Linked DNA regions of Rattus norvegicus: region 1 is linked to region 2. The links are chromatin contacts, called in public Hi-C maps. All regions are on one chromosome and are shown on one strand. The core of a region is the stretch at or near the end of the contact, and the rest is flanking DNA. Distances in the headings are between cores, read along the strand shown.

Region 1 (6,716 bases), core at 2,866-5,365, 79 kb after region 2:
CCCAAATCCTGGTGACCCTGGCACCCACGAGCTACCGCAGCTGTAGGATGCCTGCACCCTTGCCAGGAGCAACAGCTGCGACTGCTCCCAGTCTCCACAAGGCCCAAGGTTGCCTGCCTCTTATCAGCACCAGAGCGAGGTGCCAGCCCTACCGGGCGGCACTCCCCTCAAGTCTTCTTGTGGCCAGGACTTCCTTCTGAAGAGTTCTCACAGAAAAGTACGATGGCCCCTAGAGGAGAGACGCTGCGGGGCTCTGTCCTGTACTTGTCTCAGCTTTCAGTACCCTACTAACCCAGCCCCAGTGTGGTAATAAGAGTGGCCTTCCAGACTCAAATCTACCCATGATCCTTCTCTGCTCAGGGTTCTTCCTGACCTCCAGCTGACCGAGGACAATATCCCACAAAGACCCCAGAGGAGAAGTCCTGCCCCCTCCTTGCCCCCCTCCCTGGCCCCGCCCTGCCTGCCAGGTCACTTTCTCTTTCTTCTGCACTTTAACACCCCCCACCTCCACCTTTTCTATCTCCGCGAATGCCCAGTCTACACTTCACTCAACACCTAAGTGGGCTCCTTGCGCTTTCCTTCGCATACCATGCAAGCCAATGGCTCCTCAGATACCCGAGTCACAAGGGACCTCTAAGTTTCTGCAAACATGCCAAGCATCTGCCAGCTTCCCCCAGGGCTTCCCACATGTTGACCCTTCTGCCCACGGCATTCTTTGCCACTTGACCTATCTCACTCTCGGCTCGTTCCTTGTCTCTGTTTTTGGACAGTCCCTGCTCCGGACACCTACTTTGCACGCATCGAATTGCTCTCTGAGGTCTAAGGTTTATTTCTAAAACAGACTGAAGAGCCCAGGTCTATTTCCTCCCTATCCTGTGACTAGTGCCTAGAGGTGGGTCTATCCCTTAAGAGTTCTCTTTCTGTTGGTTTGTTTCAGATTTAACTTTGATTTTTAATTTATCTTCGTTTCATGTGAATAGCATGTATGTCTGTGCAAGGGTGTCGAATTAGACACAGTTGTGAGTTGCCCTGTGGTTGCTGGGAATTGAACCCAGGTGCTCTCGAAGAGCGGTCAGTGCTCTAAAGCACAAGGCTATCTCTCCAGCCTTAAGTTTATTATTTGTAATCATGTGAATGTGTCTGTGTCTGTCCTGGGAGTTAGATCTCCCTGGAGCTGGCTGTGGGTTGCCCAACATGGATACTAGGAAGTGAATCAGGTCAATTTCAAGTACAGTAAATACTCTTAAGGGCTGAGCCATCTTTCCAGACTGATTTGTTTGTTTTTTAGTTAGCCAGTCAACTGTATTGCTCTGCCTCGGCCTGGAACTCACTAGAACAGGCTAGTTTCAAACTTGTGGCGTTTGCCTGCATTTGCTCCCAAGTGTCAAGACGTACATCTGCCTCCTTCTCCTCTTCCTCCTCCTCCTCCCTTTCTTTTCCTTCTTCCTTTTCCTCCTCCTCCCCTTCTTCTTCTTCTGTTTTGTTTTTGTTTGTTTTTTGTTTTGGTTGTTGTTTTTGTTTGAGACGGGGTTCTCTGCATATCCCTGGCTGTCCTGGAACTCCCTCTGTAGATCGAACTCACAGAGATCCACCTGCCTCTTCCTTGGTGCTGGGATTAGTGTTGGCTGCCGCCACAAGGCAGTCTGTCGTTTCTAATATACCCAATAAAGCTGGGATAGAGAACTGGCTATGGCTCAGTGGTAGAGAAAGTTCTTAGAACGCATGAGGCACTGGGTACGAGCATTTGGTTGACTGAGGTCTCACGAAGCCTGGAAGGAAATGTCTGTAAATGCCTGGCTGACATTTTTACAGCCCAAACTCCATAAGCTATATACTTGCTCTGTGACTTCTACATGCCAACAGAATAAACTTAAGTTCTCATCCTGTCCTATACTGGCCTATAAGGATTTGCCTTCAAGTGATCAGTACCTATAATTTGAGAACTAAGAATAGTGGCTCAGGCCTATAATCCCAGCCCTAGAAAGGCAGAAATAGAATTGTTGAAGAGTTTGAGGCTCATCTCATTCTGTGTTTGCTTTTTTTATTTGCATTGCTGTTTTGCCTGCATGTGTGAAGGTGTCAGGTTCCCTGGAACTGGAGTTACAGACAGTTGTGAGCCGCCATACAGGTACTGGAAGAACAGTCAGTGCTCTTAACCGCTGAGCCATCCCCCAGGCCCACCCCCACATCTCATTGTTTTATACAGAAAGTTCCAGGCCAACCAGGGCCACATAGTGAAACTTCATCTGACAAACAGAAGAGGTGGGGGTGGGAAGGGGGGGACGCATGAAATCCTACCTCAAAAAAGGGGGTGGGGGTTGGGGGATTTAGCTCAGTGGTAGAGTGATTGCCTAGCAAGCACAAGGTCCTAGGTTTAGTCCTCAGCTCTGGAAAAAAAAAGAAGGAAGAAAGGAAGGAAGGAAGGATGGAAGGAAGGAAGGAAGGAAGAAAGAAAGAAAGAAAGAAAGAAAGAAAGAAAGAAAGAGAAAGAGGGGCTGGAGAGATGACTCAGTAGTTAAGAGCAATGACTGCTCTTCTAGAGGTTCGATTCCCAGCAACCGTATGGTGGCTCACAACCATCTGTAATGAGATCAGTGCCCTCTTCTGGTGTGTCGGAATAGAGAGACTGTATTCACATACATAAAATAAACAGGCTGGGGATTTAGCTCAGTGGTAGAGCACTTACCTAGGAAGCGCAAGGCCCTGGGTTCGGTCCCCAGCTCCGAAAAAAAAAAGAACCAAAAAAAATAAAATAAAATAAAATAAACAAATAAAAAGGAAAGAAAGAGTGTGTTCAAGGAACTAGGACAGGAGGAGTGATAAAGCCATTTACTAAGCTGTTTACTCCATTGTCAGTCACTTGAGAATGCCCAGGGCAAAGAAGTGAAAGAGAGAAAGTCACAGTCCTGGAAGCTAAGAAGTTTGCATTTCTGCTCCTGAATAAGGAAATATACCCCCAGGAAACCAGGATGAGTCCATCTAGGGGAGAGGTCACAGTAGCTGAGCCTTTGGGTCAATCTGAATTTCCTGCTAGCTTGGTGAATTCCCAGGAGGGGTTCAGGAGTAACAGGACATGTCCAAGCCAAAAGGACACAACTGGGGCAAAGGTGACTGATGGCTCAAGCAGTCCTCAGATGAGGCAACCAAGATGTTGCCGAAACTTGTGGACAGCAGATCTGAAAAAAATAATAAAAAAAAATAACCAGCTGGTTCTTGACTGGAATCAAAGTCGTCTTCATTCTGGATTTCTCTTATGAGGGAATGGAATGTGTGGGTAGTAAAAGCCAAAATGGAACCCAGAGGGGCTGGAGAAATAGCTCAGTGGTTAAGAGCACTTAATGCTCATGCAAAGGACCCAGGTTCAATTCAGGCATCCACTAGCATCCTCTTCTGGCCTTCCAAGGCACCGCAAGTAAGTGGCACAAGCCCAGATACACATGCACATAAAGTAAAAAGAATTTTTTTTTTAAAGCTTGTTTTGGGGCTGGAGAGATGGCTCAGTTCAGTGATTAAAAGCACTAGCTGCTCTTCCAGAGGTCCTGAGTTCAATTCCCAGCAACCACATGGTGGCTCACAACCATCTGTAACATCCTCTTCTGGAGTATCGGAAGACAGAGACACTGTACTCATACGTAAAATAAATTAATCTTTAAAAAAAAAAAAAGCTTGTTTTGATGGAAATCCCAGAGATCCAAGCATGGTAGCACATGACTTTAATCCCAGCATTCTGCAGGCTGTGGCAGGGGGATCTCTGTGAGTTTGAGGCCAGTCTTGTCTACATAACAATTCCAGGACAGCCAAGGATAAATTGGAAGCCCTGTCCTAGAGAGGGGGAAGGGGAGGGGAGGGGGAGAGGGAGAGGAGCCCTGAGACTGTGATGGCAAGACATGGGTCCCAGGAAAACCAGGGACATACAAGCATCCTTTGGCTTCCTATTCCCAGCAGCTGCAGGAAGCTTCTCCAAGCCCCTAGCTTTCCCAGCTCCCCCGCCCCAGAGAACTAGAGAGAATCTTGCTTCCTGTCCTTCCTGATTAGACACACAGAGACCAGGGTAGGAACAGCTGAGTATTCCACAGCAAGCCCCAGGGAGACGCTAGGGCTGTCAGCCAACGTTTGGGAAGGCAGTGTGGTGTTTGGAGACAGGGCCTGGGAAGGGATTTCATGATCGGAGCAGGCTCCTCCTCCAGCCCTCTTTACTTGCATAATATGAAAAAGCTATTGACAATTTTCACAGGAAAAAAAAAACCCAACTTTCTATACATTATCTTGCCTGTAAGCCTGTAATTTAAAAGGGTCTTTGTGTGTGTTACATATTTAACTTGTAGGGATTCCAGTCTTAAGAGCCCCTGAGGTTAGGGAAATTCCATGTTGGTTCAGCCCCAACTGGCTATGAGTCAAGGGCCTCCTCCTGGCCACTGACTTGCACTGCCCTCCGGAGCCTACGGGGACGAGACTAGGAGAGCCTCAAGGGAGCCGCCTGCTCCACTTTTCCACTGTGTTACCTCACACCCGCCTATTGGAGATCCCTAGCACTGTAAAATAGATAAATACATAAATGCAGAAATAAGAAGATAGAGGCGCAGTGGTCTGTGTCTGTAATCCCAGCTCTTGGCAGCTGAGACAAGAGGACAGCATCAAATTATCAAGTCTAGGCTGCATGGCAAGACCCTGTCTCAAGAGTTAATTGGCTGCATAGCAAGTTTGAGGCTAGCTCAGACTACAGACTCTTCTCTCTCTTACACACACACACACACACACACACACACACACACACACACACAGAAACCATACCACACACACAAATACACATACACCACACATACACACATCACACACCATACACACACATGCATACACATATATACATACCATACACATACATACATATTCCGTACACACATGCCATACACCACATCACACATATTACACACACAAAACCAAGGTTAGGGATAGAGTGCCTAGTGGGTTCAATCCTTAGCATCATAAATGAAGAGAAGGAGGGAGGGAGGGAGGGGGGAGGGAGGGGGGAGGGAGAGAGAGAGAGAGAGAGAGAGAGAGAGAGAGAGAGAGCGAGCGCACTAGGTGTGGTAGCACAAGCTTATAATTCCAGCACTTGAGAGGCAGAAGCAGGGGACTCAGGAGTTTGAAGCCAGCATGAGCTACATAAGACCTTGCCTCAAAACCCATAATTCTGTGGGGCTAGAAAGATATCTCATCAGTCGAGAGCATTTATGGTTCTCCCAGAGGACTGTTTCTACTCCTGGCACCACATGGTGGCTTACAACTTTCTCTAACTTCAGTTCCAAGAGATTCAATGTCCTCATCTGGCCTCCTTGGACCCATCATGTATATGGTACACAGACATACATGTAGGCAAAACACCATAAACATAAAACAATGAATTGGGGGGGGGACCCTAAAACTATAATCCAGTGACATGGCTACACAGATTTGGTGACCTGGGTTTGATCCTAAACCCTTGTAAATGTGGAAGGAGAACACCCACACTACAAAGTTGTCCTTTGTGTGTCCTTGGTTGTCAGCTTGGCACAGTTGGGAAGAACGAATCTCACTTGAAGGATGGCCACCATCTGTGTGACTGGTAGGCACGTCTGCAAAATAGGAAATACTCTGACCTCCGTTCACACTCTGTAGCATGCATCCCCACACATTTATCACACACACACACACACACACACACACACACACACACACACACACCCTACGATTTTAAAACATAGCAAAAACCTGGGGACCAGTAAGAGGGATCAGGTAAAGGTACATGATAAGCCTGAGGTGCTGCACTTTAGCCCCAGGACCGACTTGAAAGAAGCAGAGAACTGACTCCCTAAGTTATCCCCTGATCTCCACATGTGCACCAGCACATGCATACTCACACGTACTTGCACACAAAATGAATGGATGAATGAATGGATGAGGTGTAATTTTTTTAAATTTAGGGACTAGAGAGAGGGTGTGGTGATTAAGAACACATTTGGCTCTTCCAGAGGGCTGGCCTGTGTTCCCACTACATCCCCCCCCAGCACTCACCTGAGAGCTTACAACAGTCTGTAATTCCAATTCTAATACTCCAAACCAAGGAGCGATCTCTCCAGACTTCAAAAATAAATCTTTAGGCCGTATATGGTGGCACACACTAACCCCATCACTTGGGAGGCAAAGGCAGGTGGATCTCTGTGAGTTTGAGGCCAGCCTGGACTGCATAGTGAATTCCAGGGCAGCCAGGGCTATGCAGAGAAGATTGTGTCAATAAATAAATCTTTAAAAAGGTTGGGGTTGGGGATTTAGCTCAGTGGTAGAGCGCTTGCCTAGCAAGCGAAAGGCCCTGGGTTCGGTCCCCAGCTCCGAAAAAAAAGAAAAGAAAAAAAAAAAAAAGGTTATGCTGGGGTTGGGGATTTAGCTCAGTGGTAGAGCGCTTGCCTAGGAAGCACAAGGCCCTGGGTTCGGTCCCCAGCTCCGAAAAAAAGAACCAAAAAAAAAAAGGTTATGCTGTGAATGTGTTTGTAAATGCCGTCCCTCTGGTTTGGAGATACACATATGAGTGCTGGTGCCCACAGACACAGAGGGGCTTTCCATCCTCTGGAGCTGGAATTACAATGGCTGTATGATGTTTAATGTGGATGCTGGACACAGAACAGGAGTCCTCTGCAGTATACACTTTTATCTGTTGAGCCACTTTTTTTTTTTTCAGAGCT
Region 2 (7,164 bases), core at 1,011-3,510:
AGTTACACCCCTGCCTTCGCTCTAAGTATTCACTAGACACAGGAAAACGAAGTATTCTTACTTCATCCCAACACACACACACACACACACTCATACACACTCACATACACACACATCCAAACACACATATACATACTCATATAAATACACTGTGGCGATTTGAATATGCTTGGCCCAGGGAGTAGCCCTATTAGAAGGTGTGGCCTTGTTGGAGTAGGTGTGGCCTTGTTGGAGGAAGTGTGTCACTGTGGGGTGTGCTACGAGACCTTCCTCCTAACCACATGGGAGCCAGTCTTCTCCTAGCTGCCTTTGGAACAAGATGTAGAACTCTCAGCTCCTCCTGCACCATGCCTGTCTGGATGCTGCCATGCTCCTGCCTTGATGATAATGGAATGAACTTCTGAACCTGTAAGCCAGCCCCAAGTAAATGTTGTCCTTTATAAGAGTTGCCTTAGTGGGGCTGGGGAGATGACTCAGTGGTTAAGAGCACTGGTTGCTTTTCTGAGATCCTGAGTTCAATTCCCAGCAACCACATGGTGGCTCACAACCATCTGTAGTGAGATCTGATGCCCTCTTCTGGTGTGTCTAAAGACAGCAACGGTGTACTTACATATTATAAATCTTAGGGTTGGGGATTTAGCTCAGTGGTAGAGCGCTTGCCTAGCAAGTGCAAGGCCCTGGGTTCGGTCCCCAGCTCCGAAAAAAAAAAAAAAGAAAAAAAAATCTTAAAAAAAATAAGAGTTGCCTTGGTCATGGTGTCTGTTCACATCAGTAAAACCCTAAGACACACACACACACACACACACACACACACACACACACACTCACATTCCCACACAAACATTCACTACAGGACATGTGTTCCTTCATCTAGCAAGTCTACACCCACTTCAGAATCCCCTGTGTTCCTGCCCATCTCAACCTGGGCTCCCTGAGGATGAGTTCATCCAAAACAAAGCTAGTTTCCTCTCAGAGACATCCCTCAGAGGTCCACCCACCTCCTGCTGGCACCAACTGGACTAGCTCTTTGCTTCACCTCTCTTTCCCAAGACGTTTTTTAGGAGAGGTTCTAAGAGTTACGGTGGTTCTCAACCTCCCCATAGCTGAGACCCTTTAATACAGTTCCTCATGTTGTGGTGACCCCCAACCATAAAATTATTTTCGCTGCTACTTTATAACTGTAATTGTGCTATTGTTGTGAATTGTGATGCAAATACCTGTGTTTTCTAATGTCTTAGGTGACCTCTGTGAAAAGGTCATTTGACTCCAAAGGGTCAACCCACCATTGTGTGTTCTCAACCTTAGAATCTCAACCTTAGTATCTTAGATTCCCTTAGTATCTAAGGGATGTGGGGAGTGATTTTTGGACACTGTAAAAGAAGGATGACCTGTCCTCAGCTTGTCCCCAGCTTCCCCAGTGTGGGCCTGGAGCTGGACAATTTGAGAAAAGGTACTCTCTGGTCTTTCAGGGCACCCACGCTCCATCCAGGTCCACTCAAGAGAATGAGTCACCAGTTCTCCATCCCCATTTGTTCCTCGGGTCGAGTCTTTTGCCCAGGAGTACAGACTAAAACGACTCCAAGGTACAACCAGATGTGCCTAACTGCTAGCCTAGACTCCCCCAGATTCCCTCAGTATCCTATCAGACCATCCCCTGCTTCGGATGCTCTCAGGATCGAAAAGGGAGAGACTAAGAATCCAACAGTCCCAAATTGTAGAAGTTAAACTCCATGGAACACAGGTCTTGAAGTAAGAGCTAGGAAAGGGGCGCTGGCAAAGAATGGGGGTCTTCCCACCCCACCCTACATTTATTCATTTCGTACTTTGAATCAGAAACCAACCTGCAGGAGTCGGTTCTCTTTCCAACATATGTATGGATCACAGGATCAAATTCAGGAGAGCGCCCTTACCCACTAAACCATCCTGCAAGGACGGGTGGTTAGAATCCCGACTATAATACACCAGAATTCAAACTTTGCAGGCAGAATTCAAACCCCAGAGGGGAAAGCCAGGGCCTTAACGTCACCCATATTCCCCCGCAGGCTTCCCTTTAGGAGGGAGAATGGGGCAAGTAAATGACACCCTCAAATTACGAGATCACAGTCTCTGCAGAATCCCGCAGGGTAGTGAAGCCTGAGCAACCCTAGCGGATCGCTCGGCCTGCCTCTCTGCTTCAGCCCTGCCCACATCCGGGTGGCTCCTCCCCTCCCAACTATGCTGGCGCAATTTAGCCCCTCCCTCCCTCATGTCATTCCTGCCCTCAGCTCTATTCGCGCACGCCTGCGGCATTCGTATTCCCACCCACAACCCACCTCTTCAGCCCCGCCCACTGCTGGCCTCTTAGTCCTATAGCGCCATCTCCTGGAAGTCGGCCGACATTGTTCTCTTTTGTGGGGCTACATCGGAGCTGACCCATTCCTTCCTGGGGCTCCCTTGGCTTGCTTGTGGAACCACTACCAGATTGAGACCTAATCCTTACCCTGGTCCTGAACCTGCCTAGAAGCCTGGGCTTTACAGAACCCTCCAGAGACGTGGTCTCAGATGAAATTCGAGTCACCATCAAGCAAAGTGGCAATGGAAGGTAGCCAACTTAGGGCACGTCTTCATGCTTAGGTGTCAGTTGTTGCTCCTACCACCCGAATGGCCAGCACCCCTCCTTTAAACTACTGTCTCCTTTGCATCTTCTAGAGTCCTCATAAAGAAGTGGTAGATCCATTCCACCATTAGGGGGTTTATTTAAAACCTTAATACAAACAAAACCTGGGTCACACCTAGGAATGGAACCTATCTTACACTAGTTTGAAAAATGTGGCCAACTTGTCTGCCTTCTCTGGGCCTTAGCTACTGTGAATCAAAGAGAGCGCTTTTTAGAAAGTAAACTTTTGGGGTTGGGGATTTAGCTCAGTGGTAGAGCGCTTGCCTAGGAAGCGCAAGGCCCTGGGTTCGGTCCCCAGCTCCGAAAAAAAAAAGAAGCAAAAAAAAAAAAAGAAAGTAAACTTTTTTCTTATTTTTAAGATAGGACTTGACTGTGTGATCCTGGCTGGCCTGGAACTCAAAGAGATCACCTGCCTCCCAAAATGCTGGGCTTAACAGCATGTGCTACCACATCTGACATCTTCCCCCTTTAATTTTTAAAGATTTGTTTTCATTTATGTATGTGCGTCTATGTTAAATGTATGTCATGAGTGTGTGCGCCCACAAAGACCAGAAGAGGGCATCCAGGAGACTGCAAGCCACCAGAAATGTGGGCGTTAGCCACTGAACTTGGGCCCTCTGGCCTAAAAGCAAGTGCTTTGAACTACAGAGCCACTTCTCCTCTCCTGCTTCCCACCTCCTCTTTTGAGACAAGATCTTGCCAGGTAGTCTTGGCTGGAGTGAAACCCACCATGCAGACAAAGCTGGCCTCCAACTCAGATCCATATACCTCTGGCTCCCGAGTGCTGGGCTGCACGTGCCTGTCACATCAGGTCTCGTATAGCCGAGATGGATCTCAAATTTTTCTATGTAGCCAAGGCTGTCCTTGAGCTTCTGTTTCACACACACCAGGATTACAGGCATGTGCTACTGTGCTAGACTGATTTGGATTTTTAAGACAGCAATACTGAGACTGAAACAGCTTTGAAAGACTGGTACTTGAGATGGACCTTGCACGTTTTAAAGAAACCAGGGAAGAGCTTCTCCCTGCCGCTTTCTTTTTGGGAGGGGGAATATGGAGAAACAAACTAGAAGCTACATCTTGGCAAATAGTTTGGAACCTCTGATGCCAGATGAGCCACAATTCATAAGCACATAAGGTCTTCTAGCTAACAGCCTTGTTGCTCATGACTGGCCCAGAGACTGGCTCTCAAGGTAGTGTCCACACAAGATTGGTAAGATTCAGACCCTCTGCTTTTTCTCTATCTCTTTTGCAGGCCAACTCTGACTATAGTTCAACTCCATTCCCCAGTTCACTGCGGATCTTAGAGCCCCTTGGAGATAGCACTGTCCTAACCGCAATAACAGACTGGAGAACCATGCTAGAAGGATCCTAGGAAGTGGCCAAGTCAAACCAAGTAGAAAAGCGGGTTTCTATTAGTACCCTTCTGCCTGCCCCCAACCCCCTTCTATCACCGTCTGTTTAGCTCAAAAAGACATATGCAGATTCTCTTCCACCAAGAACTTGGTTCGAGTGCTGGGGAGCAGACATCTACCAGGCTCAACAGTTGAATCATCTGCAAAGCCGGAGCAACAGGTGGATCCTTCTGCACCCTACAGCTTCTCTTCTTCCTGTTCTTCAGATCATCCTGAGTTAAAGCTTAAGCTGATCTTTCTGAGGGTCAGCTTAACTGAGAGCAATTGTGAGGTCATTTTCTGGCTTCCTGCTGCAAGGCCTAGAAGGCTGACTGAAGCACGTGTCTTTGAACATTTGTCAGGAGTCTTTTCTGAGATGGTGTCTTTGGGCACGGTCCCATGAGTCCCAGGTAAAACTTACTAGGTAGCTCACTCTGTCCTTGAACTCCTGATCCTCTTAGCTCCACCTCCCAAGTACTGGGGTTATTGGTGTGCACCTCCATGTCTACCTTAAGACAGGGCCTTTGTGCCTAGACTGGCTTTGCCTTGGCCATTTTCAAGGTGCTACACATTTATATCCTAACTCCAAGCACTGTTGGACCATCAGGAGATGTGAGGTGCAAAGTCTGATGGTGAGCTTGTAGAAGCAGAGATAAACCAGAAGAGGCACCGGTTTTTCTGTAAGCAATGGTCCTCTGGCAACAACTGCTGCATCTCTACTTCCCACGTGTAAGCATTGTCCCAGGAAAGCACCCGTCCTTCTCTGGTCTTGAGTATGCTCGTTCTTCCCAGAAGGCCTGTCTACATCCTGACAGCCATTTAGGGCTGGCCACCCAGAATCTGTAAGCTCAAGAACAAAGCAACCAGCCAATGCCAAGCCCGAAAGTATTTTTGGGTAAAAGCCACAGTGGAGCTGCTGTCAGCATACCTCCATCCCAGTCTTCAGGAGGATCAGACCTGCCAGAAGGCCTGCCCAGAGGCTACCCCTCTGTGACAGTACTTTTCCCATCACCCTCCACTCCACCCACTAGATTCCCAGTCATAGCCTACCTTTGCAAATGAAGAAACGGAGGATCAAAATTTGTCTTAACTGACTCAAAGGCAGAAGGGGCACTAGAAGAAGCTTGCGTACTGGCAAGTTCCTGGAGTACAGAAATGAAAGCTTTTGTGGAGGTTGCTTGAGCTGCCACTCTCTAGGGTGATTGATACCCTCCCATCATTCACATCCAGGAATCATAAGAAGCCAGGGAAATAGAGAGCCAGAGGCAATGGCATTGTAATAAAGACACTGCTTTTATTTAGTTTGATATGTTTCTATACAGAATGCAGAAAACACATCTTAAAATCATATAGAAGGAAATAAAGACACGTCAGTGGTTGGTGAACACTTGAATGTGAGATTGGCTCTCTGTCTCAGAGTCTGATGGCCATCGGCAGCTCAGGGCTTAGGGAGGAGGCTGCCTGCAAAGGCATTGTTGCTCTTGTTATTCTGTTCACTGCCCCACTGCCTCCAGTTGCTATGACAACAAGCCACTCTGGGCCAGCCTCCTCTCTACATGGCAATGCCCAATGGTGGTGTTGCTAAGAGCAACAACAGTTATCTGGAAGGCTTTCCAAAGCCCTCACCTGGAATACTGGGATTGATTGATTGATTTTTGATGAGGTCACCAGAAATAATTTCATCAGGTCAGATCCCTGCTCTTGGGACATCAGGCCCAGTCACCAGCCATCCATGAAGCACTCATCGGCAGACTCCCCCATGGGGCACTGCTCCCCTAGAACCCTCCTAGGGGCTGAGCAGGAAGGGTAGGCCTTGTGGAGAATGCAGAAGGAACCACTGTTTGGAAGCAATGCTCCTGTCCTACAGGCTTCCCTTCCTGAGACAGCACGCCCTCTGCTAAACAGTCGATATGGCTTAGAAGTTACTGCTCCGTGTGCAAAGGGAGCCTGGGTCCACCCACCCACCCTCCATCAGGGAAGGGATACATTATTGCAAAAGGCATTCCTCCCTAAAAGGTACCCAAAATAACTCAGACATCAAGAAAAGGCATGCTCAAAATGGTTTCTTCCAAAGGAGGAGAATAAAGCAGAGTGGGTGCCCCTGAGTCATGGGACAGAGACGCAGACAGATGGACAATGTTCTGCTAAAAAAGGCAAAGGAAGCCTCTATGTAATCCAGAATTTAACCCATTAGGAAAAGAAGGGGCCGGGGAGGGTCAAAATGAGCAAAGCCATCAGTTCCATGGAGTCAACACTAGGAGCTTGTACAAACTGCTGTTAAGCATCACCATTTTTTAATCTTTTTTTTTTAATAAAACAATTTGAGGCTGTATAAAAACTTTAGTAAAAAATTAGCTTTGAGAGCCCACAGATTTTTACTATGAACTATTGCTGGCACTCCTCCCCAGCCACCAGACCTTTTCCAGTTGTTCAGGCCCAAGGCCCAGGACTGGAGCGCCAGAGAAGAGGGGGCAGGGTGTATGGGGTAGGTAGGGCTGTGGACTGTTGGGACAAAGTGGCCAAGGTCAAGTGAGGAAAGAGCATCACATGACATAAAAATATTGCATCTTCACCAAAATGTCCCCCACTGAGTGTTTCAAAGACCATGGTATTCCTTTTAAGAGGAAAGGAAAAACAAAACAAAACAAAACTGAACCCACAGAGAAAGGGGAAAAGAAAGGTTGATGAGGTGGAGTCCTTCGACCTTCCCAGGTGCCCCTACGAGCAGCTGGCCCACCTTGGAGCACCTAGGTTGGAGGCCACAGCCACCAATGCCTTTTGGAGTCCCTTTCCCACAGAAATGAAGACCCCCTTGGTGGTAGGCCACTAGCGTGCAGGGGGTAGAGGTCAGGATGTCCATGGCCCAAGAGGCCCCTCCAGCTTCCAGCCCCTGGCAATAGCGGGAGAACAGAGCCAGCACCAGGGCCCGGCACCTGAGCCAGGCCCAGGAGGCCCTCAGTCAGGCTCTGGGATATCAGAGCAACCAAGGTGACATAGTGTGAAAAAATAGGATTCCTTTGATAAAAAATACTGTCCCTTGGTCTTCTCTAAGTCTGAAACACCCTGGGAGCTTATTTTTAGCAAAGCAATTCCCCATACCCACCCAAAAATTAT

Evidence for each region. Hi-C and Micro-C count contacts between places; a contact is called where the count stands out from the background.
Region 1: a Hi-C map of liver shows a contact between it and region 2, with 6 times the contacts expected there. The contact joins two enhancer-like sites. A contact is called at or near these places in 3 of 12 Hi-C or Micro-C datasets (Schwann cells, liver and mammary epithelial cells) and 1 of 1 datasets of contacts at active chromatin or transcription factors (oligodendrocytes).

Annotation. Positions count from the first base shown.
Region 1 is chr8:117,840,971-117,847,686 of GRCr8, forward strand. No RefSeq gene overlaps it. Among named protein-coding and RNA genes, the nearest start is that of Nicn1, 11 kb to the right of the region's middle. Within about 2 kb of position 4,116, at least 35 of the 93 cell types and tissues checked have an H3K27ac peak or open chromatin away from gene starts, as enhancers often do.
Region 2 is chr8:117,764,196-117,771,359 of GRCr8, forward strand. It overlaps Dag1 (dystroglycan 1), which reads right to left. Exons shown (of 2, transcript NM_053697.1): 2 at 5,322-7,164. Among named protein-coding and RNA genes, the nearest start is that of Bsn, 13 kb to the left of the region's middle. Within about 2 kb of position 2,261, at least 50 of the 93 cell types and tissues checked have an H3K27ac peak or open chromatin away from gene starts, as enhancers often do.